Regions from separate parts of the Canis lupus genome. Here region 2 is linked to region 1. The links are chromatin contacts, called in public Hi-C maps. All regions are on one chromosome and are shown on one strand. Each heading gives the region's core, a stretch centred on a gene start, on an enhancer-like site or on the middle of the called end of the contact. The rest is flanking DNA. Distances are from core to core; before and after follow the strand shown. Region 1 holds the start of TCF4 (transcription factor 4). Region 2 overlaps TCF4 (transcription factor 4).

The links. A called contact is a pair of places that touch in the nucleus more often than the background predicts.
Region 2: a Hi-C map of tumor fibroblasts shows a contact between it and region 1, with 11 times the contacts expected there. The contact joins the enhancer-like site here to the promoter of TCF4 in region 1. A contact is called at or near these places in 2 of 9 Hi-C or Micro-C datasets (skin fibroblasts and tumor fibroblasts).

The regions. Positions count from the first base shown.
Region 1 is chr1:20,163,193-20,170,077 of UU_Cfam_GSD_1.0, forward strand. It overlaps TCF4 (transcription factor 4), which reads left to right and starts at 2,980. Exons shown (of 19, transcript NM_001003268.1): 1 at 2,980-3,505.
Region 2 is chr1:20,344,183-20,351,567 of UU_Cfam_GSD_1.0, forward strand. TCF4 (transcription factor 4) reads left to right here. Exons shown (of 19, transcript NM_001003268.1): 5 at 2,652-2,716. Among named protein-coding and RNA genes, the nearest start is that of TCF4, 180 kb to the left of the region's middle. Within about 2 kb of position 4,584, at least 3 of the 20 cell types and tissues checked have an H3K27ac peak or open chromatin away from gene starts, as enhancers often do.

The DNA of each region.
Region 1 (6,885 bases), core at 1,730-4,229:
AGGAGTCAGCTCTCTCATGGACAGGAGGCAAGGGGGCCCTCATAAGAATTGGCAAAGCATCTCTCCTTATTTCTTCCTAGGACTCAAATTGCCTGCTTTTCTCAGAACTTCCAAGATCTTTCATATCTGAAGAGCAGTTTCCTCTGCTTACTCATGGTTCTTGTTTCCCCATAACCATGGCTCACATGGCGTGGCTTCCTGGCACCAGCCCTGGCCAGCTGACGCCAACTGGTCAGATCTATCACCCACCATAGACTCCTGTCGATCTCTTCCTCTCTTAGTTCCTGTGACCCAATCAGCTGGGGCTGCAGAGACTCGGACAGGAAGGAGTCATGTGATACACACATCAAGTTCTACCTCTTTATCGGGATTTGTGGACAGGTTTTTAAGGAAGGGAGTCTGTCGATGGAGCAGACACCTCAAAACACATCTGCTACATTTACCTTTTTATCCAAGTTTCACAAAATTCCTATTGAGTCTTCCTTTCTCATGTGTCTCCTGATCTTTATAACTTGGTAGATAGGCCTATTCTTCTGGTAGTTCAGGGAAAACAGAACAAAACAAAAACAAAAGCAATTCACATTTGTCCCTGAATTTAGGATAGGAAGGGTGGTTGCATGGCTTTCTGACTATCAGGTGCTGTTAACCTGGGTGGCTCAGTCCATTAAGTGTCCAAGTCTTGATTTTGGTTCAGGTCATGATCTCAGGGTTGTGAGATCGAGTCCCAAGTCAGGCTCTGCATTCAGCAGGGAGTCTGTTGGAGATTCTCTCTCTCCCTCTGTTCCTCCTCTGCTTCTCCCCGGGCTCTCTCTAAAATCAATCAATCAAGATCAATCAATCTAAAAAAAAAAAAAATGCTAGCAAATCAGTTGTGTGCATTTAAGTCTCAGACCTGATTCGATAATTTGTTTCCAGACCATTTATTCCGCTTGGAAATCAAGAGGGAGACTCTTACAATCTGACCACAAATGAGAAAGAATTTTAAGGGATTACCTAACCTAGCCTCCATATTTTATAGGAAGACGTTGACCTCAAGCCTTAGGTCACAGAGCTGATTAGAGGTAGCACCAGTGGATTATTTCTCCTAAACAAATGTTTGTGAACTTTTCATGACATCATCTCAGCACAGCCCTGTAGAGGCCTCCTCTGAGCATCACAAATAACGCGTGTGATAATGCCGCGTGAAGTAGCGTCTACAGGTAAAATTTGTTTTAAGATGAGCACATGGCCTGGGGATAGAAGCCAGGCACCTTCCCAATGTGGGAATATACAGGAAACAACCCATAAATGCCCTCATTCCTGTTTTCTAAACACTTATACAGGAATTAAAGATCTTGAAAATTGCTCCAAACTGTTATGCCACAGAACTGCAACAGAGAATGGAGGTGAGGCGCTCGGCTGCCAGGGGTACAGGAATGGGGGGGACGTCCACTCTGGTCCGGCCCTGCCTGGCTTCAAAGGTGGCTTCTATGGCTTAATAAAGTTGTGTGATTTCAGGCGACTTTGTGTCACTTACCGAAGTGCCCTGGCTCAAGCTACTCAACACTTTGTGCTTCTGAGTCTCTGAATATAAAATATGTTCTATCAAAATACCCAGAGTACCCTGGAGGTCGTTCCTAGGGTCAGAGCCGCCAATATGCCCGAGCTTCGCAGGACACTGCTTGGCTCATGGCAAACCCGGGGTGTGAGGACAACCCATCCTCATCCTCATCACTCGCTTTTGTCCCTTGGGAGCTCTCCTCCACCTGAGCCCTTCGGACCGATGTGGCCAGGGCAGCGAGTGACTGGAGAAGACCAGGGCAGAGGTCTTCTGTGTGGTGGCCCCGTTCATCTCCAGGTCACCAAGGTCTTCCATGGTGGCCCGGCTCCCTCCTCCCAGGTCAGGAAGGTCTTCTGTGGTGGCCTCGCTCCTTCCCTTTGGGTGGCCAAAGTCTTCCGTGGTGGCCCGCTCCATCCCTCAGGTCAGGAAGGTCTCTGTGGAGGCCCCGTTCCCTCCTCCCAAGTCACGAAGGTCCTCCGTGGTGGCCCTGTTCCCTCCTCCCAGGTCATGAAGGTCTTCCGTGGGGGCCTGTTCCATCCCCCCAGGTCAGGAAGGTCTTCTGTGGTGGCCCGGCTCCCTCCCTTTGGGTCACCGAAGTCTTCCGTGGTGGCCCCGTTCCCTCCTCCCAGGTATGAAGGTCTCCGTGGAGGCCCCGCTCCCTCCCCCAGATCACGATGGCCCCCGCTCCCTCCTCCCAGGTCACGAAGGTCCTCCGTGGGGGCCCCATCCATCCCTAGGTCACCAAGGTCTTCCGTGGGGGCCCCGCTCCCTCCTCCCAGGTCACGCAGGTCTCCGTGGCGGCCCCGCTCCCTCCCTCCCCAGGTCACGATGGCCCCGCTCCCTCCTCCCAGGTCACGAAGGTGTCGCAGAGCAGGGGGCCTGCAGGGCTCGAGGACCAGGTGACGATGCTCCGCAGCCGCAGCCGCAGCCGCAGGCCAGGCCGAGCCGAGCGGGCTCCCGGTGCAGGACGGCCTCGGGGGCAGGCGGCGCGGCCCGGAGCTCTGGCCCGCAGGGTCCCGGGGGCCCCCCGGCCGCCGCCTCCCACGCGCGCAGCCCGGCTCCCTGCGGCTGCCCCCACCCCCCGGGCTCCGCGGCGTGCAATGCCTTAATTTATTCAGAAACTACCCTTCGGAGGGGAAAATTAAGGGGGGGGGGCGAAGACCAAGGAAAGGGAGCCGGGAGAGGCGCGCAGGAGCCCGGGCCCGCGGCCGCCCCCGAGCCCCCGAGCCCCCGAGCCCCGGCGCCCGCCCCGCGCGCGGCCGCGCTCCTCTCCCCGCCGCCCGCCGCTCCCGGAGGAGGCGGGGCCCTGCGCGCGGCCATCTTGGGCGCCGCTCTAGGCGCCGTGTTTACGACTCTATGGCCGCCCGCTCCCGCCCCGCCCCTCCCCAGTCATTGTCTGGAGGAGCAGCCGCGGCCGCAGCGCCTTCTCTTTATAAGCCCGCAGTGCCCGGATGTGAATGGATTACAATGTATCTTTCAGGGAAACCTATTATTATCAATGTGACTCCACGGGGGAGTCAATGGTGATGATGAGGAGGAGGAGGAGGATGATGATGATGAGACACCTCTAAACTTGGAACAAGTTTAAGACTTTATAAGAGGAGAAGAAAAAAAAAAGCCACCAACAAGATTTGTTTGAGGAAAGATTCTAACTATCCTGTATTGATATATTTTTTTTTTTTTAGAAACAATAAGAAAAAGTTGTTGGAATTTTTTTTTTTTTTAATGGTTTCTTTTTTGGGGGAGGGGATTTTGTTGCAGTTTGATGGTGGAAAATGCAAAAACCAGAGCCAGGTGCATAATCTTGTATTCTGTGGATATCCCTGGAGCAGAACTGAGTACCAGTTAAAATACTTTTTTGGGGGATACACATGTGAGATACTAAGTACTTGCAGAAGATTTTTTGTCTTTCTTTTTAAAGTCACTTTCCTTGGAATATTGTGAGCATATTTGTGGCCATTTAAGGTAACGTTACAATTTGCTGTCAGAGTAAACTGTTTGTAATTGAATTTGATTTTTAAAAATGTCGATCCCGATGTTTTATTAAAACAAAAGGAACAACCTATTAAATAATTTGCCAATGGGAAAAAAGTGTGTGCATGCATTTTGTGTATGTACTTGCACATCTAGCAGTAACAGGGTTTCTGGAATGTGTATTTTAACACACGTTAAAATAGCGAAATGTTGCATATCCTGGGTAAAGCACGCTTGTTATTACGAAGCGATAGAATTACGAAGCTTAATTTTAATCCTAAAAAGTGATGTGAAAAAGTATGTTTTAAGAGCATGCAAGGCCTGTAATGGTAAATGTTGAATTCAAAACTTATAGTGCTGGCGAGCGGGGACTTAGCGTGGCTAGGAACTCAAGTGTAAAAACAAAACAACATCCACCCTCAAAAATTGCCTTTTTTTTTTTTTTCTTTTTTTCTTTTTTCTTTTTTCTTTTTGGCGAAGTTTGCAGCTCTACTAATCTGTGACTTAAAAGGGAGGGGCAAGAAAGTATGCAATTTAGGTTTCGGCCCCCCTCCCTCCCCAAAATGCAAAACTACCGAAAGGAAAATCTCCCCAGCGAAATGTGGCTTGGTTTATATATGGAAAAGAAAAATATTGTTCCTCTTGGCAAAGTCTTTTTGCATCACGTGTATTTGCAGCCTAGTATAAACTTGCTTTGCTGTGTGTGGATGTGTGAGTGAGAGGGAACGGGAGTCGGAGGAAGGAAGAAGTGAGGGGATGTAAACTCGAATAAATTTCAAAGTGCCTCCGATGGATGAAAACGGGCAAAAACTGAACTGTTCAGGCTTCAGATTGTAACTGACGATCTGAGGGAAAATGAGGTGCTCGATGAATTTTCGTTTGTATTTTTTTTTTTTTTTTGCGAGGTGGGGGGGGGAGGTGTGGATTTGCTTTTTTTCCGCGGGGGGGGGGGTGTGCATCCCAGCCCGCCCGGCCCGCCCGAGCCGCGTCTCCCCGCCGGAGCCCCCCCCCCCATTTCTTTGCTGAACTTGCAATTCCGGGCGCCTCGGCGTGTCTCCCCCTCCCCCCTCCCCCGTCCCCTCCCCTCCCCGGAGAAGAGAGTTGGTGTTAAGAGTCAGGGATCTTGGCTGCGCGTCTGCGGATCCGTGGCGGCGGCGGCGGCGGCGGCGGCGGCGGCGGCGGGGAAGGAGCGGGCGCGGGCGCGGGCGCGGGAGGTGGCGGTGCCGGCGGGGGCCAGACATGAACGCCGCCCGGGCGCCGGCGGAGCACCGGGAGCCCCTTCGCGCGCGCGGCCGGTAGGTAGCGGCGCCGGGGACCGGCGGGCGGGGGCGCCGGGCGGCGCGGGGCTGGGGCTCGGCGGCTCCGCGCGCGGCTCCCAGCTCAGACACCCCTTCCCCCTCCCCTCTGCACCCCCCCTGCACCCCTCCCCTCTGCACCCCCTTGCACCCCTCCCCTTTGCACCCCTTGCACCCCTCCCCTTTGCACCCCTCCTCCTTGCACCCCCTTGCACCCCTCCTCTTTGCACCCCTCCTCGCTGCACCCCCTGCACCCCTCCTCTCTGCACCCCCCCACCCCCGCCGGGCCGCTCGGAGGGACCGCGGACTTTGCCGAGGGCCTGACTTTAATTTTTACAACCCTTTTCTTTCACGAATTAGGGTGCTGGACAATTCCCAGGATCCGACCCTCCACTCTGCTCCCCACCCCCCCTCCCTCCTTCCCTCCCTCCCTCGCCGACCCTGTCCCCCCCCTCCCCCTTTGGACGTGTGTTCGCTCCGGAGACGCTCCTCTTTAATTTCTTTGTAGCTACTTTGAGATGCAGGGGGGGAGTGGTGCGTGTGAGTGTGCGCGCGTGGGTGCGAGTGTGCGAGTGTGTGCGGGGGGCGGGGGGCGGGGGGGAAAGTTGAGACCGGATCGTTCCGAGTAGTTTCTCTTTTCTCTGTGATCCATTCATTTCTCGCTCTACCTCCTGTTGCATAAAATGATGCGCTGAAGAGCGGCTTTCTTCTTTTTTTTTTTTTTTCTTTTTTTTTTCCTTCCCGGATTTGGTTTTAGAGTAGATAGATGTTACCAGTTTTGATCGTCTCTTTGGAAATACAATATCAAGATCGCTTTTTTTTTTTTTTTTTTTTTTGCTATTGCTGCCTATTCCATCTTAAAAAAAAAACCCCCCCCCAAAAAAAAAAAAAAAAGAACCAAACTCTCCCATCCCTCCCTCCTCACCACCTTAATCCCGCCCGCCCCCACATCCCCACCCCCCACCCCCCCAGTCTCCAAAAATCCGATTGTGTTTTCTCCAAGGATTGGGACTGGATTTTCTGATTGCGGTTATTTCCATGTTTCTAGGTTTGTGTGATTTTGCTAAAATGCATCACCAACAGCGAATGGCTGCCTTAGGGACGGACAAAGAGCTGAGTGATTTACTGGATTTCAGTGCGGTAAGAAAGAACGGTGGAAACTAACAACAGCTGTGAAAAAAAAAAAAAAAAACCAAACCAAAAAAACCCAAACACTTCAGCTAGAAACCAGTAGTGATCTAAAGGACAGGAATAATTTTTAATTGGCTGAATCCTTGGCAAACATGAAGGTCTTTTTGATAAGTTTTTAACTACAATTTTTGGGTGTGATGGACGATTCAGGCTTTTTTTTTTTTCTTCCTCTCCCAGAGTGTAATTACTTTGCCCTTGAATTCCCTACCCACCGGACCCCCAAAATAATGGAATCTCACTCCAAATGAAAGGACAAACAGACAACCCTAAAACTTGGCCTTAATCTGAACGTGAGAGTACTAACCCGTTGCGCACTACTCCTTTTATTATTATTATGATTTATTTTTTTTTTCTGGAAATGGAAAAGAGAAAATAGGGGACCCAGTTGTGTCTTAAAGTTTTAAATCGATGATGATGCTTTGGGTTTCGCAGGACCTGGCGTCCTCTTAGTTACCTCTTTTCCCAGGAACCTGAGAACTCGGATACGTGTGCTGAGCATCGTACGTGCTCTCGACTCCTTTATGGACCGTTTGGGTAGATCTCGCAGTCGTGCGATCAGCACTAAACCAAACTTGACACACTTGTGGAGTTTGAGGGCTGTGGGGGACCCCGCTCCATCCCTTTGCCCCTTTCCCAAACCGAATCCCAGACCTGTCAGGGGAGGTGATTCCTTTTTAATGCCAGAGGAGTTTGGTGTAAGATGCATTTGCAAAGCAAAATAAAAAGGATCCACAAAACGCACGAGTAAAAATCCAAACCGCCTTCTAAGTGGGGCTCTTTCATGCTGCCGCTGCTGGTGCTGCTGCTGCTGCTGCTGCCGCCGCCGCCGCCGCCGCCGCCGCCGCCGCCGCCGCCGCCGCCGCCGCCGCCGCCGCCGCCGCCGCC
Region 2 (7,385 bases), core at 3,334-5,833, 180 kb after region 1:
GCGCTGCCTCTTTGGTACCTCGCAGACTTCGACAGAGTCCTGGACGGGTGCCCATTGATGTCATGGAAACACTCAAATTACTGAGAATGATTCATGTCTATGCTGGTCTCTTATCCTCCCCCACACAAACAGGAGTAGATTTTTAACCCTGACAACTTGTAATTTGCAGTGGGTTTATTTTTGTATCTGGATAAATATTTTTTAACAAGCAAAATTAAGATTAAGCAGTCTGTATCTGATATGATAGTAAAGAATGCCGGGTCTATGTAGCCAAGAGTACTTTGGGGACTCTGTGCAGCGTGAATTCATATTCTCTTCTCTCCCTTCCTTCCTAGCCCCTTGCTCTTTTCATTTCACTCCTCCTCTCTTGATTTCTCTCCTTTCTCTCCCATTTATTTTCATTCACATTCTCTCTCTCTCTCTCCTTACTATTTGCACTGACCTTCTAGCTTTAAAATAATGGAAGGAATAGCCTCAACTTATATATATATATATGAATTGAGACAAATCCTGGTAGGAAAATTCATCCCTCCAGTTCTATGTGTTGGAGTCGGGTTGGGAAATAATGCCAGGTGGTGAGATTCTATAGGGGACAGCTTCAGTAATTCCTTCTAGAGAAAAGAGATGGATAATCCCTCTACCTTCTTACTGTATTTTGCAATCCAATTTTTAGAAATTACCCAAACAGGACACTAGATGTTCAATTTCCTAGGAAGTCAGAGCAAATTCTACTTTACCTATCTTTCTATCTTTGTCCGCCCGCCTCCCTAACCTCCTCACCTGCTTTTTCTGGTGGTTAAACAAGTGAATATTATGTCAGAGTGAACTGTGTGGTGGTTGTAGTGAAGCTTTTCAGACATAAGAGCTTAAGGAAGGACATACCTCATTTGGTAGCTCATAAAGGTCGAGCTCTTTTCTGTTAGTAATATTTATAAAGGGAAGTTCAAGGGTATAAGTGGCCTACATTTGACTTACACAGAAAAGTAAATACGTGTATATGACCACTTATGCTTCTGAAACGGGTAAACGCATATTGGCTTTAATGTAAAATCCTCATACAATGAAAGTTATTGTCTTAGATCTCTGGAGGCTGACAGTCTATGAGATGGGATCCTGTTTCATGGGAATTGAAACTGATATGGGGATTGATTTTCTGCTTTGCCCCGATCACTATGCCAGATATGGGGGAGCAGGGAGGAGTGTTTTCCTAAGTCGGAGATTCTCTGAAGCCAATAGAAAAGTTAGTACTGAGGGGGAGAGAGGGTTAATTTTGAGACTCAGGTTTGGCTTTCTTTGAAAATCATCTTCCATTTTATGAATACAGTGAACTTCGGTATCAGGTACACTTTTGACAGGATAGCAGATTTATTGAAGATCCGTTCTTTGTGTGGTGTCAGGAAGGTGGACTCTAATAGCATTGTCATTGAACCAAAAGATAAAAAATGACTGCCGTGACTTTTAACATTTATTTTAACTGGAGTGGAGGGAGGAAAACTTGGGGGTTGCAGACTTTAGAAGGATTTCAATTCTGATCTCTCCAAATACTAGTTTTGAATCTTCCCATTGGAAAACAGAAAAAAAGAATAGTCGGGTTCTGGGTGTGATGTGCTGTGGCCCTCTCAGCTCTAGTCTTGAAGAGAGAAGTATCCCTCCATCTTGGGTGGGGTGGGATGGAGTTTGTGTTCTGGCCACTTGGTCATGGCACTGGTCCTTTTTGATGTCCTAATATGGGTCGGTTTTCTATGACAGCTCTTCACATGTCACTAAATTCTATTGCTTAGATCTCTTGTAATGTGGCTTCATTGTCTACCCTTGCAAATTATTAAGGCTAAACATACTTCTGAAATAACCCAAATAAGCAGCCTGATTGTATCCTTAGATGTGGCCAAAGAGCATCTGAGGCTCTATACATCCCCGTAGAGCCATCCACAGATAAAAGCTGAGTTGTTAGAATTGGCACAAGACATGGACGTTCCATTATTCCTTGTTCCACTGGGTCAATCGGTAGGATCTGAACTTGGGTTCAGAGGGGACCATTCTGCAAAAGCCCCCTTCCCCAGTGTAAATTCCATCATCATCTTGATCATGATGGGGTGTACCCCCTGGGAAAGGGAGTTTAAAAAAGAGAGAGAGAGAGAGAGACACACACACACACACAGAGAGGGGAGTCTCAGAATTTTGAGTAGTTTCTTTGCTATTTTCACCATCTGGAGAGCCTTGATTGATTAGCTTTGGCCTCACCATTAAGTGTCAATATAATCAATGGGAATTACTAGACGAGGGTCATTACATAGATAATTTGCCTGCTGTGTAAATAAAAATGAAATTGTTTAAATTTTGTGAGAGAAAGAAAGTGAAAATAAGGGCTGACAATTTGTTTGTTAGAGAAAGTGGAGGCCATTGGAATGACAGTTTTTGGAAGTGTGGAGCAGTTTGGCTAAGAATAGGCATGAAGGATATTTTTTTTCCAGTTTATCATAGCCAGAGTGAGGAAGTGTTATTCCTTCTCTTGCTTGCATACATTGCCAGCAGTGCCTACTTTACGTATGTAAACATCGGGGAAGAGAAGTGGATGCCTGTTACCTGGAGATTTTTTTTTTTTTTTTTAAGGAAAAACATAATTTACACTTTTTTGTTGTTTCTCTTGGCAGGTAAAACAGAAAGGGGCTCATACTCATCTTATGGGAGAGAATCAAACTTACAGGGTTGCCACCAGGTAAGTGAGAATCTTGCTTGGGGAAGGGCTGAGAGAATTAACCCGGTAAATCGGTGTGTTTTGTAAATTAGGTGATGCATTTTAGACTGTGGCACTGAGATGCACTGAATATCTGCCGATGCCTCTCTCTTTTATAAAGTAATGAAATAACACAGAGCTGGGAAGTAATAAACACCTCGTCTCTAGATCCCTGCCGTATCAGAACTGCATTCACTGGCCTTTTTTTTTTTTTTTTTTTTAATCCATCAGCCGATACCAGTGGCACTGTTTGCAAACCAGCAATGTCCGTTAAAGTGGTTCTATCAAAAGAGTTTATTTGCAATTAAGAACTTACGAATTTCTTACACTAGAAATACTTCGTGTAGCCATGCGTCAGACCCTGGGTTTCGGGTGGGTTGTTGCCCTAAATTATAGTTTTCATAGGGGCTGTATGATGTTGTGTGAAAACAGGGTTGTATTGAGAGATAAAAATGTCTGTGAAAATATGATTTGTTGTCCCTTTTTGTTTCTGAATTGTTTTTGGCTGGAAGTCAAGGCCAGCAGGCTAACAGCAAAGCCGTCTCAGGGGAAGCATGCGTGAGCTAGAAAAATAAGAGTACTTTAATTAAATAATAAAATGCCAGTGTAATACAAAGGTATAGCATGTGTGTGTTTGTGTCTCTGTGCACTCTGCATTTGCATACTTTGCACTCTCCAGAGAAAGCCCACTTCTAAAAATACTATCCATGGCCAAAAGTGTAAGCTTTGCTTTAGGACAATTGAGTTTTTGTAGATGCTTTCTTTCTTTCTTTCTTTTTCTTTATTATTATTATTTTTTTACTTCAATATCGGTATTAATCACATGTTTAAAATCTTTGATTTTGCTTAGGATTTAGGCTTTCTTTTTTGTAAGTGCATTGGTTTCTTACTTGGGCAAACTCTTGGTAGAATTTAATAATCCTCTCTCATATTCAGAGCTTTCTACTGTCTCATTCCTCACCCAAACAGAATGTACATTCTTCTTATGCTCGAAAGGGAATGCTTGCTCTCCAACCCGCTCACCCTCCCATTTTCTTTAAGGATATGGGAACAAATCGGTTTTGAATTTCTGAAACAACCTGTTTAATACATCCTGGAAAATGCAAGCAGACAGTTTTTGCAATTAAACAGAGCCTGTGAAGGATGTTACCTTTATGCATCAGTCATATGTCACTAGAGGTGGAATTCTGGTGGAGGTTTATTTTTTTTTTTTATCCCCCCTGGATATATTTGCATTTTTAAAATTGCCTCCTCTGGCCCAGCCACCGATTCAGTCCTGTTCGGCATCTGAAAGCTTGGTCGCAACGAGGTGAACTGGTGCTTGGTTAAGAACTCCTGCTACACAAGCTGCAGAGTACAGTTCATGGCAGTTTGTTTGGAAAGAATTCTGCAGGAAAGAAATTTACAGCCATTCCAGCACAACGGAAACATCTTTGGAATGTGAGTGCAAATGTTCGGGGCAGATAGCTCCGGCGACAAGCCTCTCAGTGCTGAGTCTCTGGTGTAAAGCTCTCAATTCCTGCAGAAGAGCCGGTTCCTGTGTATCTGGTTGCGGAGGGTCAAGGCAGAGGTCACTAGAGTTTTGGGGAGAAGAAAGTTGACAACATCCTTCCTTTTTGCAGATGGTCATGGCAGAGGTCTCTGTTTTCGCTGGGCCTCTTTTTCTGGTCAATGAGAGAATAGGCTTCCTCGCCCCTGTATCCTTTCTTACTAATAGGAATTGGCGTGATTCCTCACAGACACAAAGATTTCCTCTGCTGAGTAAGCGCGAGGCCCCTTAACTTGTTAAAGCATCATCCAGACCGCGTGAGTCTGTCTGTGTAAGTGCAGGGACACAGACCCTCCCTCGGTTTGTGGGAAATACTTCCCTCGGGTGAGACCGAAGTTATTTTTTTGGCAAACACCAGGTGAGAAGTGGAAGGGGCAGAGGGTGGAGTAGAGGTGGATGGACCGGTGTGTGATGGCTGCGTTTCTGGGCCTCGGGAGGCGCATTTTGAGACATTCGTGTCCAGGAAAATTCTCATTGTATATAGGAGTGTGCCTGCATATGCTTTTCTTAAAAAGTCTTCATAGTGTAGCTGTGGAGTGTGGAGATTTCTCTCTTTCTTGTGTCTGCTTCACGGTCGTGAGTCTTGCAAGAACCGACTTTCTCTGTGCTTAGCGTGGTCTCAGCAGTATCCATAAACAGTGTGATCACTTAAGGATAAATAAAAGAGCCAAATTTTGGAAATTCCCCGATTGAGAAAATAGGGGCTGGAGAGGAAAAGTGCACATATTATGAGTTTCTGCTTTCCGTGAAATTTGAGAATAGAGCAGACCATAGTGTGTCTTCCAGTGAATGTTTCTCTGGTGCCGAATTGCTTTTTTGAATCCCTGTCTCCAACACCAGCTATGCAGACCAAAGGGAAAGGCAAAGTCTCGGTATCTTGGGCTTCAAGTCTAAGTAGCAGATCACAGCTGAAATGATTCCCCACTGTGTGGCAAGGTGAGTGGCTCTCCTGGAGAGGAAGCTTTTGTTTCTCCTGTTTACTACATTTTAGAGATGCTGGGTGGAAATCCTTTAGATGATATGCCCTGAGGAGCTCCCAGAGCAGCTTTATCGTATTATAACAACGTATCCTGTGGACTTAGGGGGATGAGCACTGTTACACGGGAAGATGCTTGTTCCAGTCCCAATAGCCTTTTGTTTGGTATAGAGAAATAGTGGTGGTAAGCAACAGGTAGCAAAAAGCCGTTCCGGAGAAATAAATTATTATTTTGAAACGCATGTTTTTTTTTTTTCAAAAATGCATCAGGTTAAAATATATCTATTATATATACACATATGTCGCATGTATATAATATAACATATATATATGCGCATTACGTTTCTCTTGAGGATTTAACACTAATAGGGATAGACACGTGGCTTTTTAAAAAGCAGGTATTTCAGCCAAAAAACAAAAGCTGGCGGGTTCTTTATTAAGTTGTTTTCATCATAAATAGTCATGGGGCAATATGAATTCATTAGTGCATTTCCACGTAAAATTATCAGAGATAAACATGGTAACTTTTTCAGACTTTTGAAATTGTATAGAAAATGAACCAATAGACAAAGCAAAGCGGCCAAATGGACTTTTTTTAGTGCTCACTAAATATGGCAAAACTAATTTAAATCAAATTGGGGTACGGAAATCACACCCAGGCTTAAAATGTTCTTGCCAAATTGCAACCTCATACTACTTTTACTGGCAGAGAAAATAAAATTTATAATGGAAAGTCTGACAGAAATGAAAATTAGCGGAAATAAAGTTTTTCACAAGATAGTCCAACCTTAATACGATAACCAATAGCTAATACCTCATTGGCATCGCTGCAGATGACAAAAGGAAAAAAAAATGTCATTTGCTTTTGACCTCTTTTGCTGCTTGGAATAGGATGTTTGGCGATTGCAAACTTTTTTATCTTGCCGAGATCTTCTGTTTTTGAATGAGATGATGATGTCAACACAAGTGATTGTTATTAAGGCAGAAGTTTTCCCCTTAAATGGAAGTTCAGGATGGATTATCAGGAATTGTTTGTCTTTTCTTTTTTGGGATATACCCCAAGTCTAAAGCAATGGTTTCATTATTAGTATCTCCTGGACAAGATGTGTGTTTGGGGTGTGTGTGTGTGTGTGTGTGTGCACGCGCGTGCGTGCTCACATGTACTATGTGGAAAACTGGGCCCTATCTGAGACCAATGAAATTAGAATCTTATGAATTGGACCTTTGCTTTTCTGACAGTTCCCCAGGCGATTGTATTGTGCAGGTAGGTTTGATAATTTCCTAGAATGTTCTATAGGAATATGTTCTAAAGACATGTTCAAAAGCTGGTATTGTCACTGACCTTGAAAAAGCTTTTAGACTTCTTGCCTTAATTTGATTACTCAAGACGTGGAGATACTCTGTGTATGCACTTCATTGAAAAGGCAGTAAAAATTAGTGATTTACTGAAAATCAGGAGGATGCTTTGAAGTCTTTATACAGAATTCTGCAACTGAACGTCCCAGCCCCTATCTTGTTTGCTCTAGTGAAGTCCAAGGCTTTAACCTCATCCACATTCTTTCTCTTTCTCAGCAAGTAATCAAATAGGACTATGCTGATAAAGTTATTTGATGTTGAGATCTTAAAACGATGGAATTTAAGAATTAGCCTTAATCTCAGATACTTCTGTTAAATTCCAGAAACTTTGACACTGTGTAGAAAATGGGTCTTCTCTGTATGAAATTTGATTTGCCCACAGACCTCTTGGTTTGGGGTTCATTGAAAGTAAGCATGATAGTCGGTTCTGAAATGAATTACGCATTCAAGAATTTTTTTCTTTTAATTATTTTTAGTTTTGATACAAGAAGAGTTACAAATGACCTAATTCTAAAACTCGTGGCTCCTCTAATTTTTCCTTACCTGAAGTTAAAATAGGATGTAAGCAAAGAAGGCACGAAATCCTTTATCCCTTCTTAGGAAAATGGCTTCTTAGGTCTTGTGGAGGCAGAAATGCATCCTGTCTTTCTCATTGGACGTTACACTGAAACGTTCGTTCGTGGGGGGCCAGCGGATCCGCCCGGGGCCAGTGCATTCTTCCCGGGACCCTCCTCCGTCCCCGTACCGGGCCCCGTGCTCTCGCCTTAGCG